Linked DNA regions of Xenopus tropicalis: region 2 is linked to region 1. Evidence: chromatin contacts called from public Hi-C data. All regions are on one chromosome and are shown on one strand. Each heading gives the region's core, a stretch centred on a gene start, on an enhancer-like site or on the middle of the called end of the contact. The rest is flanking DNA. Distances are from core to core; before and after follow the strand shown.

Evidence for each region. Hi-C and Micro-C count contacts between places; a contact is called where the count stands out from the background.
Region 2: a contact with region 1 is called in a Hi-C map of neurula embryo, with 3 times the contacts expected there. The contact joins the promoter of pex11g here to the enhancer-like site in region 1. A contact is called at or near these places in 3 of 5 Hi-C or Micro-C datasets (brain, gastrula embryo and neurula embryo).

What each region holds. Positions count from the first base shown.
Region 1 is chr1:103,175,317-103,181,914 of UCB_Xtro_10.0, reverse strand. All of the region lies in intron 10 of arhgef18 (rho guanine nucleotide exchange factor 18), which reads right to left. Among named protein-coding and RNA genes, the nearest start is that of arhgef18, 60 kb to the right of the region's middle. Within about 2 kb of position 2,309, at least 8 of the 11 cell types and tissues checked have an H3K27ac peak or open chromatin away from gene starts, as enhancers often do. A contact at or near this core is called in gastrula embryo and neurula embryo, where this site is marked.
Region 2 is chr1:103,287,821-103,294,418 of UCB_Xtro_10.0, reverse strand. pex11g (peroxisomal biogenesis factor 11 gamma) reads left to right here and starts at 2,773. Exons shown (of 4, transcript NM_001079302.1): 1 at 2,773-2,990; 2 at 3,237-3,425; 3 at 3,897-4,553; 4 at 5,212-6,598. The coding sequence starts at 2,922. The coding sequence ends at 4,088. The region is part of intron 1 of b4galt1l (beta-1,4-galactosyltransferase 1); the gene reads right to left.

The DNA of each region.
Region 1 (6,598 bases), core at 1,060-3,559:
CTATTTTCTAGATAACAGATGCCGCCATACCTGTATTGAGTATTAGTGGAAACCAGGTACAAAAAATTTCTAAGCACAAGGTCGTCCACTAAAGTTTTAGTCCTCCATTACCCCAAGGCAGCTTACCTTTCTTCTAGCATCCCCGCTACCACTAAAGTTATGAGCGTGTCCATATCGCCATTCACATGTGCAGTGGCTGTGTAAAGCCAGAGGTAAGGTAGCCACTGAGAGTGAGCAAAAGAGGAAAGGAGGCTGTAACATTTTGCACTGGCTCCTGTACGTGAGAACAGCAATCTGATGCATGTAAACAAAACTAAAAATACATTAAATGTTTGGACCTTTGACTGCCCTGTCAAAGAAACACAAGCTTGCTATGATGTTGGTATGTAATGCAGTTGTACATTTATTATTCTACTCAGTTGATGAATGAAAACTGCATTGTACTAAGCATGCCTGAATAAGACTTCCAAAAGGGTTGGGGAATCAGAACAAAATTCTTTTGTAACTAGCATTGTTCTTCTACATGCTTTGTGAAGTATATGCAGCAAGGAAGGCAAAACCCCAAAATATCTTACTGCAGAATAACATGCAGGTGCTTCACACAGGAATGAACGGGAGGTCATTGCAAGTGCTTTACCACTGGACCCAGAGCAACAAAACATTCAGGCTACAATCCCCCCCCTCCATGTACTATTACACACACAAGCCAAATTATCAAACTGTGTAAAATCATTTAAGCAGAAATCAAACTGTAAACAATAAATCATGTATTTCTAAAGGTGTGTGTGTTTTTTTTGCTGCCTGATACAGCTATGGGATCCCTTATCCAGAAACCAATTATCCAAAAAGTTCCAAATTACAGAAAGGCCATCTCCCCTATTGTGCATTTTAAGCAAATAGCTCAAATTTTTCACAATGATTATCTTTTTTCTACTATAACAATAAAACAGTATCTTGTACTTGATGGTGATTAAGCTGCATGAACCCATAGTGGTGGCAAAACAACCCTTTTGGGTTTATTTAATGTTTACATTTTTAAAGCAGACTTAAGTTGTGGTGATCTAACAGACGGAAAGATCCTTTATCTGGATAATATATCATACACTTGTAAATGTATTTTAAAACCCTTAAGACTTCACATAAGCAATTAATGTCAGTGGAAAAGATGTAGAGGCAAGTACATTCCAATGCAAAAAAAACAGCATAAAAATGGTGTAAATGGCACAAAGGCCATATTGACGCAGGATTTTTAAGGGATTTTTACTTTCATGCTGAATTTTACAGCTACAATCACTACACAGCGTAATTAATAAGCATGTTTTATAGAATGATACCAGCGACTAGATATCAGTGTCTGTTGTATGTTCTGCACTTAGCATACAGCCAATCTGAACCCAAAGTCATGTCACTTTAAACCTCTGGACGACTAAATGCAACAATTTTTTTGTTCATACCATGACATTTTTAATTTTTCTAAAATCTAAATATTTAAATAGGGCTCAAACAATAATAATGGAACAGGCGTATCCCTAATATGTTGTTTAAAGTGATATTTGCATGACAGAGAAGGTCCCATGTGCCATGAACCTTTGATCAAATCTGTCAAAATAAAACTACAAAGGAGACCATAAAGCAATATTACTATAACTAAAAACACTGTGCAGGGTTCCATTTACGGAGAAAAAAAAAAACCTAGTTTTTCTGTAGACCAAGACACAAATGAAGAGCAAGTATTGCCACTTCATCCCTCTCTTTAAGTATATACTCTGAATGTCAACTAGATAATCAGCTTAAATATTTGAGTCAGACTGCAGCTGAATACAGTCAGCCTGTGTATTGCATACAAATCCAGTTTTAACCATTTCAGTGCCAGCAACTCCAGCCCTGCTGACTGTTGCCACTTAGACATAGGGACAGCAGAGATCAAAGAGACAACCCGAAATATAGAATACTGGCACTATGATTTCTTAGAGCTAGGTTAACCGAGCCACAGGGCTTAAAAGGTTAAAGTAACCTCTCACCGACAGTCTAAAACAAAACAACTACATATATGTGTACAGCAGTAGTGTTTCTATAAAGATAGACATATTGATTCATCCTCATCTCCCAGCACTACATGCTTCCTTCTTTTAGCTGTATATCGCCCCGTAAAAAAATTGATTTAAATTGCGTTTTACCTCATAAAACTGTAATTACATCAGATCAGGAGATATATCCTCCGTACTCGGTGTTTAGGCTGAAATGAGGGCTGGGCGTGTCCTTTCATTCTTCCACAGGAAGTTGTCATTACTGTGAGTGACAGGAGAAGTGTGCAATAGCAGCCCAAGTCCCGCCCCATGTCTCTGTGCTCCCAGATCAGACTGCATTCTTGTTCATTGTGTTGGAGCGAGTTTCTGATTTCTGCTGAAGTTTTGTTACGAATAAGACCCGTTTCCAGTATTTTTAAGGCTGTTTAACACTAATCGCATCAAAACGCATATACTGCGTTTATTTGCTTTTTTTTTTTGTAATTGTAGTTTTGTGAATCAACACACAATTCTCTGGTTTATTGTTGCATGAAGTGCAAAAAATGCAGCATGTTAAAAAAAATGCACTGAAGCTGCAGTAAAACTCAGATCTGAATGCAGTTCCCTGCTGTTAAGTACAAACACAGGTAATATAACAATCAGCTGATGTTTTTAGGTGCTCCTGTCCAAGTCAAAACCTTCTGCCTGGTTTTCAACATTGAAATAACTGGGCAGAACCTTCTGATTTGCTTCTGGCAAGCAATAATCCCCTTCTGACCCCATCACTTCACCAGAAACGTCATGACACGATGATGTTACCAAATGACATTGATTATTTGTACAAAGACTTGGCACAGCACGTGGCCGACGCACACACCCCAGACAAAGGTGCCAACCTCTCAAACATGCATCTGAAACACACACCAAATGCGCAATAAATGTCTATTTCGGGGCCCTTACACATTTTTTACTAGGTATAATTGTCTTCCATGAGACATGCACCCTCCACTAAAGAAGTAGCAGTATGCTGTGGCCCTCCTGATAGCCAGGATCCGGGGTTCAGCAGAATCTGAAAATAGTCTATTCAGTGCATCCCTAGTTTAAATCACAGTTGGTCCAATCTAAGGTTGAAAGGGTTGTCCTTTCAACTTTTTGCCAGTAACAGAACCTCAGTGCAAAAATCTACCACTCCTTATACTAGTGAATTACAAGTGTGCAGTTGAACACAAAGTAGTGACTGGTGGACATGACAATTACAACTTGTGTACTATAGATATCGGTCAGTTTGGAAATCTGTCAGGGTCGAAAAATGTTTTTGCTGATGTACTATGTTGGCCAGGTTATGGTGCTTTGAAAGATAAAGAAGTGAAGATGAGCTCTGCCTGGTATTCTGATTCTTTGTGTTCTTCACAAAAATGAAGCCATATTGTGTGCTGCAACTGAGGCCAAACAGACAGAGAGCATACCTGGTTGGCTTATCTGTTGTCACCTTAAGTGAAAAATCAATAAATATTGTCCCCTTTATGAAAAAATTGGAGAGGGACAGAATCCAAAACTGGGCTTGTCTGAGGAATGCCAAATATAAACCTGCTGGTTTCTAGCATTAAAATCTAGAAATCACAAACATCCTCAGTCTCATATTTTACCTGCATCCTATCAGCTATGTTGTTTGCAAGCTCTTTGCTGTAATAATACAATACATAGAACAAATTATAACCACCCATGTTCATGCAAAAATAACTACTAACGCTCTATACCCCATTAAATATCTTGTAAAATAGAACCAAAACTGGGCTTGTCTGAGGAATGACAAACATTCACCTGCTGGTTTCTATCAATAAAAATGTGGAAATCTCAAAAATCCTGTCTCATAGTTAACCTGCACCTTGTCAGCTATGTTGCTTGTAAGCTATTTGCTATAAAAATACAATACAAATATAACTACTAACATTCTATATCCCATTAAATAGCTAGTAAACCTATACATTATGTATACATACAAATAAATCCTGTAATGTGAATGTGCATAATGGGACACCATATGATGTCAATAAAATGTTTTCTCATTTACCAGTTTAAGTGCAGGGTGAAAACCTTAGACTGCAACCAGAATGCAGTGTTTTTTCAGGAAATGACAACATCATTACATTTGCACAATCCTTGGGTCAGGATGTTGTCATTGTGTTTGGTGTTTGGCGTTAAAATTATGTCTGCAAATTGTTTTTCGTCACAACGTAGTGACATAGGCTATTGTGGAAACCATGGAGCAACCGCCACCTGAGGTGGTGGTAGCTCCAGGGTTCCACAGTGTCAGTAGGTGCAATGCATGCAATTCATCCAATAGACTGGTGTGGTGCACTAGCAGCAAAACTCACAATTGCTTTGGACACAAGTACCTTGATTCATGCAACTAATGCAGCCATCTTTGCATAAGCACTACAGCACTTGCAGGTTGCCACCTGGCAAATATTATAAAACCCGTCTGATAAAAATTATGCTTGATGCCAGTGTTTTTAATAGAAAGAAAAATAAGAATATACTATAGAAAGGCTGGTATATTTCCCAGAATAGGTGGCAACCATACCCTGCACTCAAGTAAGTGATGTGACACAAGCATAAAAACACACATACTATCATAAGGACTGGGGGAACTTTTGCACACACATATACAAACAAACAATACAGTAAAAAAAAATTGTCAAAGCTTGTTCCTCCCAAAACTGTTGAGACTAATGAGAGAGCTAATTACACAGTGCAATCACTTTTCTATTTTATTTTCACAATGTTGTGCATTTTTACATTTTAACATTTTTTTCTGCATTTTCAGTTTGATTGTTTGTGCCCCTAAAATGTTTACTGCTCATCTTAAAGGAACAAATGAACTAAGATAAAGATATCTCATGGTTTATCACATAAAAAGTTATGGATGAGATTCAATTTGAGGAGAAAAAACTTTTTTCTTAATTTAGTTCTATTTTTTCCCATAGACTACACCAGTTTTCATGTAATAAACCTTGAGGTTTTTCTGCATTGAATTGCATATCAAATTGAATCTAGTCTATCAGTTTTCAAGCGATAAACCTTTTTCTCGCTGAATTAAATCTGGCGCCTTATGTTGTCCACTATTTTTGTGACTTTTACAAATACAGTTTTATACAGCAAATATCAGGCATTTGGCTTGTTGTAAAGGGTCAGAGTATCTGCAACACTTATTAATGCTGTTTGGTGTCAGAAGGAGCCTAATTGTGGGCTAGCAGTGCCACAAAAATAAAACAACATTGAGTGATAATGGAATGCAAAGCCAGAAGGTAGAAGGATAAAGGGTAAAAAGGAATATATGTAAAGAGGTACTTTGGTGATACAGTATCAAACTTGCAAACTTAACATGTGACAGATTTTGAGTCGATTTATGAAGCACATTTTTCTTCTGTGATGAACTTTCTTAAGCCTATACAAATTTCTTTGCGTGCAGAGTATGCCCTCTCCAATGGCATTTATATTGTCCAAGTTAAAATGAAATGATAACCTTTAGTAAAGCATAATGGTGTAAGTTTTTCTGTACATGGAACCCTATTTAACTGAAGATTTGTTTTTGTTTGTACGAGTGGGAGCAGCCAGCCTCATCTATTGAACTTATGCATCCACTAGCAACTGAAAAGATGGTGGAATGCTTGTTTGTGTTTCACAAGCAATAACTTTTACACAAAGCAACTCTGAAGCTTGGGAGTGCCCTGAAAAAACAGATATTCTAGAATGAGATTTTTTTAATTGAAAATAAAATATAGTTTGCTATTTTATTTTTTTTTACATTTTTAGCAATCATGGCATGGTTGGCATTTTATAAATTCATGATAATATACACATTATGATCTAACCTGCAACCATTGGTCACAGGAAGGATTGTTCGTCCATTCCACTAATGTTCAGAACTGAATTGCCAGATAGCTGGTAGAAACAAAATACTTTTACCCCTATCTGATGATTCAGCACTGACACATTTCCGCAGCATTTTTACACATTCACACCTGTATATTTGCCTGTATGTTTTTGGAGTGTGGGAGAAACCCAGAGTAACCAGAGAAAACACAGACAGACACAGGGAGAACATACAGACTCCTTTCAGATAGTGCCCTGGCTGAGATTGAACTCAGGACCACCCCAGTGCTGCAAGGCAGAAGTTCTACTCTAAGGTGCTAACTACCATGCAGCACTAAACATTTGCCAGTGCTTATAGTTTTGTTTCCAATGATAATTTCGGTGTAAGTGTGACCACCTTAAGGGCTCTGGTACACGGGGAGATCTCCCTTGTTGCGGGTGACTAATCTCCCCGATATGACATCCCACCTCGTGTGATAAAGCCCTAACACTAAGCCAAGGTTACACTGATGCATGTGATCACTGCAGTCCTCCTGGGGGAATTGTGGTGACTTCCTATTTACTTGAATAGGAAATATACTAACACTTGTTTGTAGACAATTCTGGAAATAAAAGATAGTTTTCTTGGCTTCATGGCACAAGACTGCTGTACTCTAGCCACAACACAATCACTTTGTATGCTGGAATTTAAACCCCCCATCCAATCTGTGTCAGTG
Region 2 (6,598 bases), core at 1,524-4,023, 110 kb before region 1:
AAAGTGTGTAAATGCAAGAATAAAAAAAAAGTCCTTACCTGTCCTGAAGACCCGATCGCCTCCTCTTCAGTTGGGCCGGCGCTGGGGGGGAAGAAGGAAGCAGGAAGCAGCAGACGCAATGTGATCGCGTCTGCTGCTTCCTGGAGGGTCCTGCGACCCGATCGATCGCAGGACCCTCATGACAGCCCCCCTGGCACATTGCCCAGGGGGGCTGTCATTGTTAGAAGCTGCAGAGAGCAGCGCTTAAATGCCAACAACGTATGGGACACGTCGTTGGCATTTAAGCCCTTTTACTGCCACAACGTATCCCATACGTCGTTGGCAGTAAAAGAGTTAAACCTGTCAGCCTGGTTCTTCAAGGGGCTGTCCGGGTCAAAGCTTTCTGACTGGTTTTCAACATTCAGAAAACATAGCAGAAACCATTTAAATAGTATTTGGCGGACGTAACAACCCCGTCTCCAAGGTAATCACGTCATCACATGACGCCGGAGATGGTTTGCGTGATGACATCGGCACCGCATACCACAGACATCATCACATGCCCCCTTTGTCAAAGTTTATAACTGAACAAAGGTGCCACCCTAGGGCTGCTGTAAGATACCATGGACAGTCACTGTTTAGTGGGCCTGCGGGTCTGTTTGGGCCTTTGTGTTTTGGAAATACCAGGGCAAATTTGGAATCCCAGTTCACACATTAAGGTCTCTAGCATGTAATTGGTCTCTTATCACTAAAGCAAAACCCCCAACAACCAACTTCTATCATAAGACAGTAATCATAATAACCACTCAGACAACATAATTAGTTTTTGGAAAAAAGGGGGAGGTCATGTTTATTAAAAATTTTGACTATAAATTCACTGAATAAAATGCGGGCCCCAAATCATTCCCATTTAAGGGAGAACACAATTTGCACCATTGCAAATGGCAGGCCCACCACCAGTTGTCATAATAGACATATATGGGCTTCACCTGTAGGGATTCCTGCCTGGAAGCAAAACCAGTGCCAGTGAGCCCCTCAGTGGTTGCCCCTCCAAAAACACATTTGGGCTTCTCCTGTAGGGATACGCGTTGACCTGGAAGCAGAACCAGTGCCAGTGAGCCCCTCAGTGGTTGCCCCTCTGTTAAAATGGGCTTTGCTTGGTTTATCCCCAAGGCCAGAAAGCAGAATCCGTGCCAGGTGGATTCCCAGCGGTTGCCCCCGCACAGTTCCAGGCCCTGCCAACCACCATATGGGGCCCGCATTGCCGCCTCTCTCCTGCTGCTAAGCAGTATTTCATGCTTATATTAACCTAGAAAAACTTAGGGAGGGAGGGTGGAAGAAAAAACACAAGTTACGTACCCTTGATACACCAAATCCCTCCCCCAGATTTTTCCCCACCTCCTAAACAGCCTATTGTTAAAATACCTCCCAAATTGTTTCAGTGCTCCCCCAGGGGCCTATTGTTTTATAATCAATAAAATTAACCCCCAGACTAGTTTCCCTATTTCAGTGCCTTACCAGCACCCTATTCTTTTCTAATCAACAAAAAGCCCCCACAGAGCCTGGTTTCTTCCGGCAGCTTACAGCCCTTATGGGGTTTCTTTTGTAGCCACTGCAGTCAGCCTCTTATTTCCCATCACCCATTGCATACCTCCCAACATTTGAAAAATGAAAAGAGGGACAAAAAGATTTGGCGTGCGCCCCCTTTTGTGGCCACGCCCCACTTACCACACCCCATTTTAAAAAAATACCCCTTTTACATAGATCAAATGGCGGGCGCAGACGAAAATGTGCTATACCCTCATACTGAACGACCTAAGGAAAACAATATAGCAACTCCTACATTAAAATACAAGTATAGAGAGAAGACAGTCAGTTATAAGTGAGTTATAACTAAGTACCAGTTTTGCCCCCCATACACAGTACCCCCATACACAGTAGCCCCCCCATACACAGTAGCCCCCTTTACACAGTAGCCCCCCATACACAGTACCCCCAATACACAGTACCCCCCAATACACAGTAGTCTCCCATACACAGTGCCCCCATACACAGTGCCCCCTATACACAGTAGCCCCCTATACACAGTAGCCCCCTATACAAAGTAGCCCCCTATACACAGTAGCCCCCAATACACAGTAGCCCCCAATACACAGTGCCCCTATAAACAGTAGCCCCTAATACACAGTACCCCCCAATACACAGTGTCCCCCATTCACAGTACCTCCCATAGGCGCAGCCTTCGTCTGCGGCTTCGTTATGCCTCTCCTTGTGCAGCGCGACAGGCCCTTTTATAAGGTTGCGTAATGACGTCACACCCACAGGCGCAACCTTATAAAAAGGCCTGTCGCGCTGCACAAGGAGAGGCATAACGAAGCCGCAGAAGAAGCAAGAACATCCGGCTACAGCAAGCGCAATGCGGGACATTCATGGAACTATCCGGGACAGCGGGATGCGCCATAAAAAGCGGGACTGTCCCGCGAAAAGCGGGACAGTTGGGGGGTATGCCATTGTGTATCAATTAATAAACCCCCCCAGACTGATTTCATCCGGCCTATTACCCACACAGCCCTTATGGGGCTTCTTTTGTATTCACCGCACTCAGCCTATTCTGTACGTGATAAGTGTTAACAGTAGGAAAGTGACAGGTTCCCTTTAAGAATTGGCAGCATGGAGGGGGTGGAGTTTAGAGAACCAGAGTGAGGTTTGGAACACAGAAGTTAAGAAGCTGACGAGGCTGCAGTGTGATGGTGTTAACTCGCAGAAATAGTGTTGATATGTAGGAGGCAGATCCTTGAATGCAAAGGGATAAGTAGGAGTGGCTGACGTATTCCTGGTTGTTGCAACATATCACTTATTTATCTGTGGCTATCACTGTAGCTCTTTGATCTTTGCTTGTGACCCTGTTACCTCTGCCCTGCTCTCTACAGAAAGCTGTTGCAATGGCTGCTGCTGCTGCAGTGTCTGGTCTTGTAAATGTCTTGGAATCTTACAGAGGGAGAGACAGAGTGGTGAGTTTATAACTTCTCCAGGGCAACAGGCATGATTGAGCTAAAATGCATCTATTGCAGTTATACTCAGGAACTACTGCCAAGAGGCTGCAGGAAACTTTCAAAGACACATGCAGCCAGGCAGGATAAGAGTTGGTGCACTTTAAACGAGCCTCACTAGTTGCATCAAGTCACCAGCTGATTAATAGTTAATGATATTGCAGAAAATGGCTGCTCTTCAGGTCTCATTGTACATTTATATTTCAGGTCAGAACGCTATGTTACAGCTGTCAGCTCCTGGGTGGGGTGATGTCAAACAAGAGTGAGGTGGATCACAACTGGGGAAAGAGCCTTCTGGTTGTGGCATCACAGCTCAGCCACTGCCGGACAGTTCTACGGCTGTTTGATGATCTTGCCATGCTCGCGTACTCTGTAAATTATGGCTTGGGAAAAAAGGTGAGATGACCGTTTACACACTACTGTCCAGTGGGTACATCTGACCAATATGTAGCCAAAGAAGACTTACATGATTGGCTCCATTTGATACTTATGTTGTTTAAAGGGACAGATTTTAAATTTTTTCACAATGTTAAACTACATCTAGCAAACAGGATATACCTTTACTTCTGCAGCCCCCTTTTTTCTACCCTCCTGGTTTGTCAACTGTGCTAAATACTGAAAAAAGATGATTGCAAATCGCCTCTGGATATTGGTGTTTTATTCAGGCTGAAGGTTATTTATTCCCCTGTCATGGTTATGCATAGCATGATTTTTTTGTATATATCTGTGCTTTATATAAAATAAATATTAAGCACAAATTTACCATTTAATATCTGTGAAGTTAAAAATAAAGGAATTAAGTCATTTGTTTTATTATTACATGGTGATGATGGTGATAAAAATCTAAATTATCCCTCATTCATGCAGGAGAAAGACCCAATCATCAGGTGGATCTCGATCTTCAGTAACATATCTGATCAACTCTATTACCCTTGTGAGCACATAGCATGGGCCGCAGACTCTGGAGTTATTAGTGCAAAGTCTGAAATATGGTGGACTGCGAGCACAGCATTTTGGGGGCTTTCTCTCATACTAGGAATTGTGAAGTATGTCTCATGATTTGTAAAATAACTGCTGAACTCACAATATTTAGCTGTTGCGCTGGTGAGATTTTGATAAGCTTTCAAGCTAAAAAAAATCTATACTGCAGAAGCAGATTCTCCATATTATTTTATAGTTTATTAAAAAATGCTTTTTGTGGTAATGTGCATTGCTGTGGCTTCATAGTGATAGTGGATTTTTAAAAAAAAAAATAAATGGTGGGACATGTGCATTATTCATACTGAGTGCACCAATAAAGCCTGCTCCATCAGGGCTATGGACCATAGACAAAATGCATGACATATACCTGTGGTACTAATGTCTAGGGGGAAGAAGCCCAGTATTCCAGAAGCAGGTAAATTATTTCACCATTAGTGTCTTATGGTTATACATAGGTAAAGGTGCATTCATTTTACAATATTCTGTTTCCACTATCAGGTCACTAAGAAGTTTAATAATGCTAAGAAGATACAAAGGAAAAAAGTGAGTAATACCTACTTATGTTTGACAAGCTCTGCTACTGCAACACTGAGAGTCTATGTGCAATATATATATATATATATATATATATATATATATATATATATATTCAGAAAAGCGATCCGCACTCACGATTACTGTAGAATAGTGCCCGGGTGCCGCTTGGGAAATATCAAATATACTTAACTGCTAATGAGCGCACTCCAGGGTCTTTAGCTTAAAAAATTCGATCTTTATTTCAAAGTTGCCATCATATCATGGCAAGATATGATGGCAACTTTGAAATAAAGATCGAATTTTTTAAGCTAAAGACCCTGGAGTGCGCTCATTAGCAGTTAAGTATATATATATATATATATATATATATATTGCCAGTAGGAAAACATGTGTGTCACTTCTGCTTTCTGAAGTTGCCTTGGTAGTGTCCCTTTAAACCTGTGGGGATGTTGCCAAAGTTTGGTAATGCATACTGAACAATTTCCAAGAAAGGATAGCTACATCCAGAAAGCCAAGATAACTACCTTTACCCAACATTTTCCAAAGTTCCACTATACCCCCAGTAATTGGCCTAATTCTATTACAAATAATTGTAAATCCATTGCTTCATATATAGCTAACTATTTATGACATATTAAGTCACAACAACAATCTTGTCTTGCAGGGAGGAGCCTCCCAAAAGCCGTGGGGAAATAAAATCTCAGATAAGATCAGAGGTTTTATGTATTATCAGTTGCCTTTCTGATTTGGTCAACGCCGTTCATTGGATGCCTCACGGATTCCTCTGGGGTGGGTCCTCTCCTATATGGTTGGTGGGTTTGATGGGGACGATATCATCACTGATAGGCATCTACCAGACCGCTGTAGGAGGAAGCGCAGGAGGTGTCTGAAACTTTTAAAAAGAGAAACCATGTCTAGATACTTGAAGAGAATCTATTGCTATGTGGTACACTAGCCATGAATGCAGGACAGCTACGTCTCTCGGTATTTGTTATTTTTTTATTTTCTAGACAAGGCAAAATGTGTGAGTTTCCAAGTAACTGCACACAGCCCTTGGTATATTCAGTATCATCAGTACAACTCTTATGTCACAAGATGTTTTGTCATACAGGGAAGTACCACTGAAAACAGGCAAAAGTTGCTTTCAATACAATTGGAGGTAAACATCTACAAATCAAGAAAAGTCATAGTAATAAATCTTATTGTGCATGTACTATGTAATAAACAGCAAATCTAACCTTTAGTGTATCTCAGGTTAGAACTATTTGACTTGTTTCAAAGTCAGGAAAATGGATTGAAACGCAATAACCAAATGCCTTTGATTCTGTTGGCTGAACTACACAAGTTGTTCACTCATGCTGCTTTCTTATCTAACTGGATAAACTTTTCTCAATAAAATGCATTGACTGTCAGATGTACATAAAAACAAGTACATGTCTGACACATGTAGATTCAGATATTACATCTTCTAAACTTTTTGACCAAAGCTCAGCATGTACTTTAGCCCTGAAATTTTTCACACTCATTATGTTTTTAATAGATAATACTAAAGCAATGTGTCCTAGCACTAAGGTAAAGAGGCTCAGTGCCAGGCTGTAATATAAATTTTTATTACCATGCATGGATTCCATTTATAAGAAAATGTGATAGGATTAATCCAGAACTATTTGCACTATTAATTTAACTGTAATACTTGAAACCTCTTTATATAGCTTGATCTGTACATATGAGGACTCATGTTCAAATGTAAATCGCTTAATTTGGCGCAAAACTTTGCACTTTTGATGCAAGTGAAAAAATAATTTCACCTATAGACTATCCTTAAGTGCTTCTTGGTGTGAGCACAAATGTGCCCCTTCAGCCTGCTGATGAATTGCACATAATTGAACCGTGGAATGTACACTAGCAGTTCCAGGGCGCCTTTCACAAACAATTCACAAACAATAAAAATGTGTGCAGCACGCACTTCAAGATAGAAACTGATTTGCATTCATATCGATCATACCCAAATTATGGCAGAAGCTACTGAGCCTGTACCTATTATTACAATA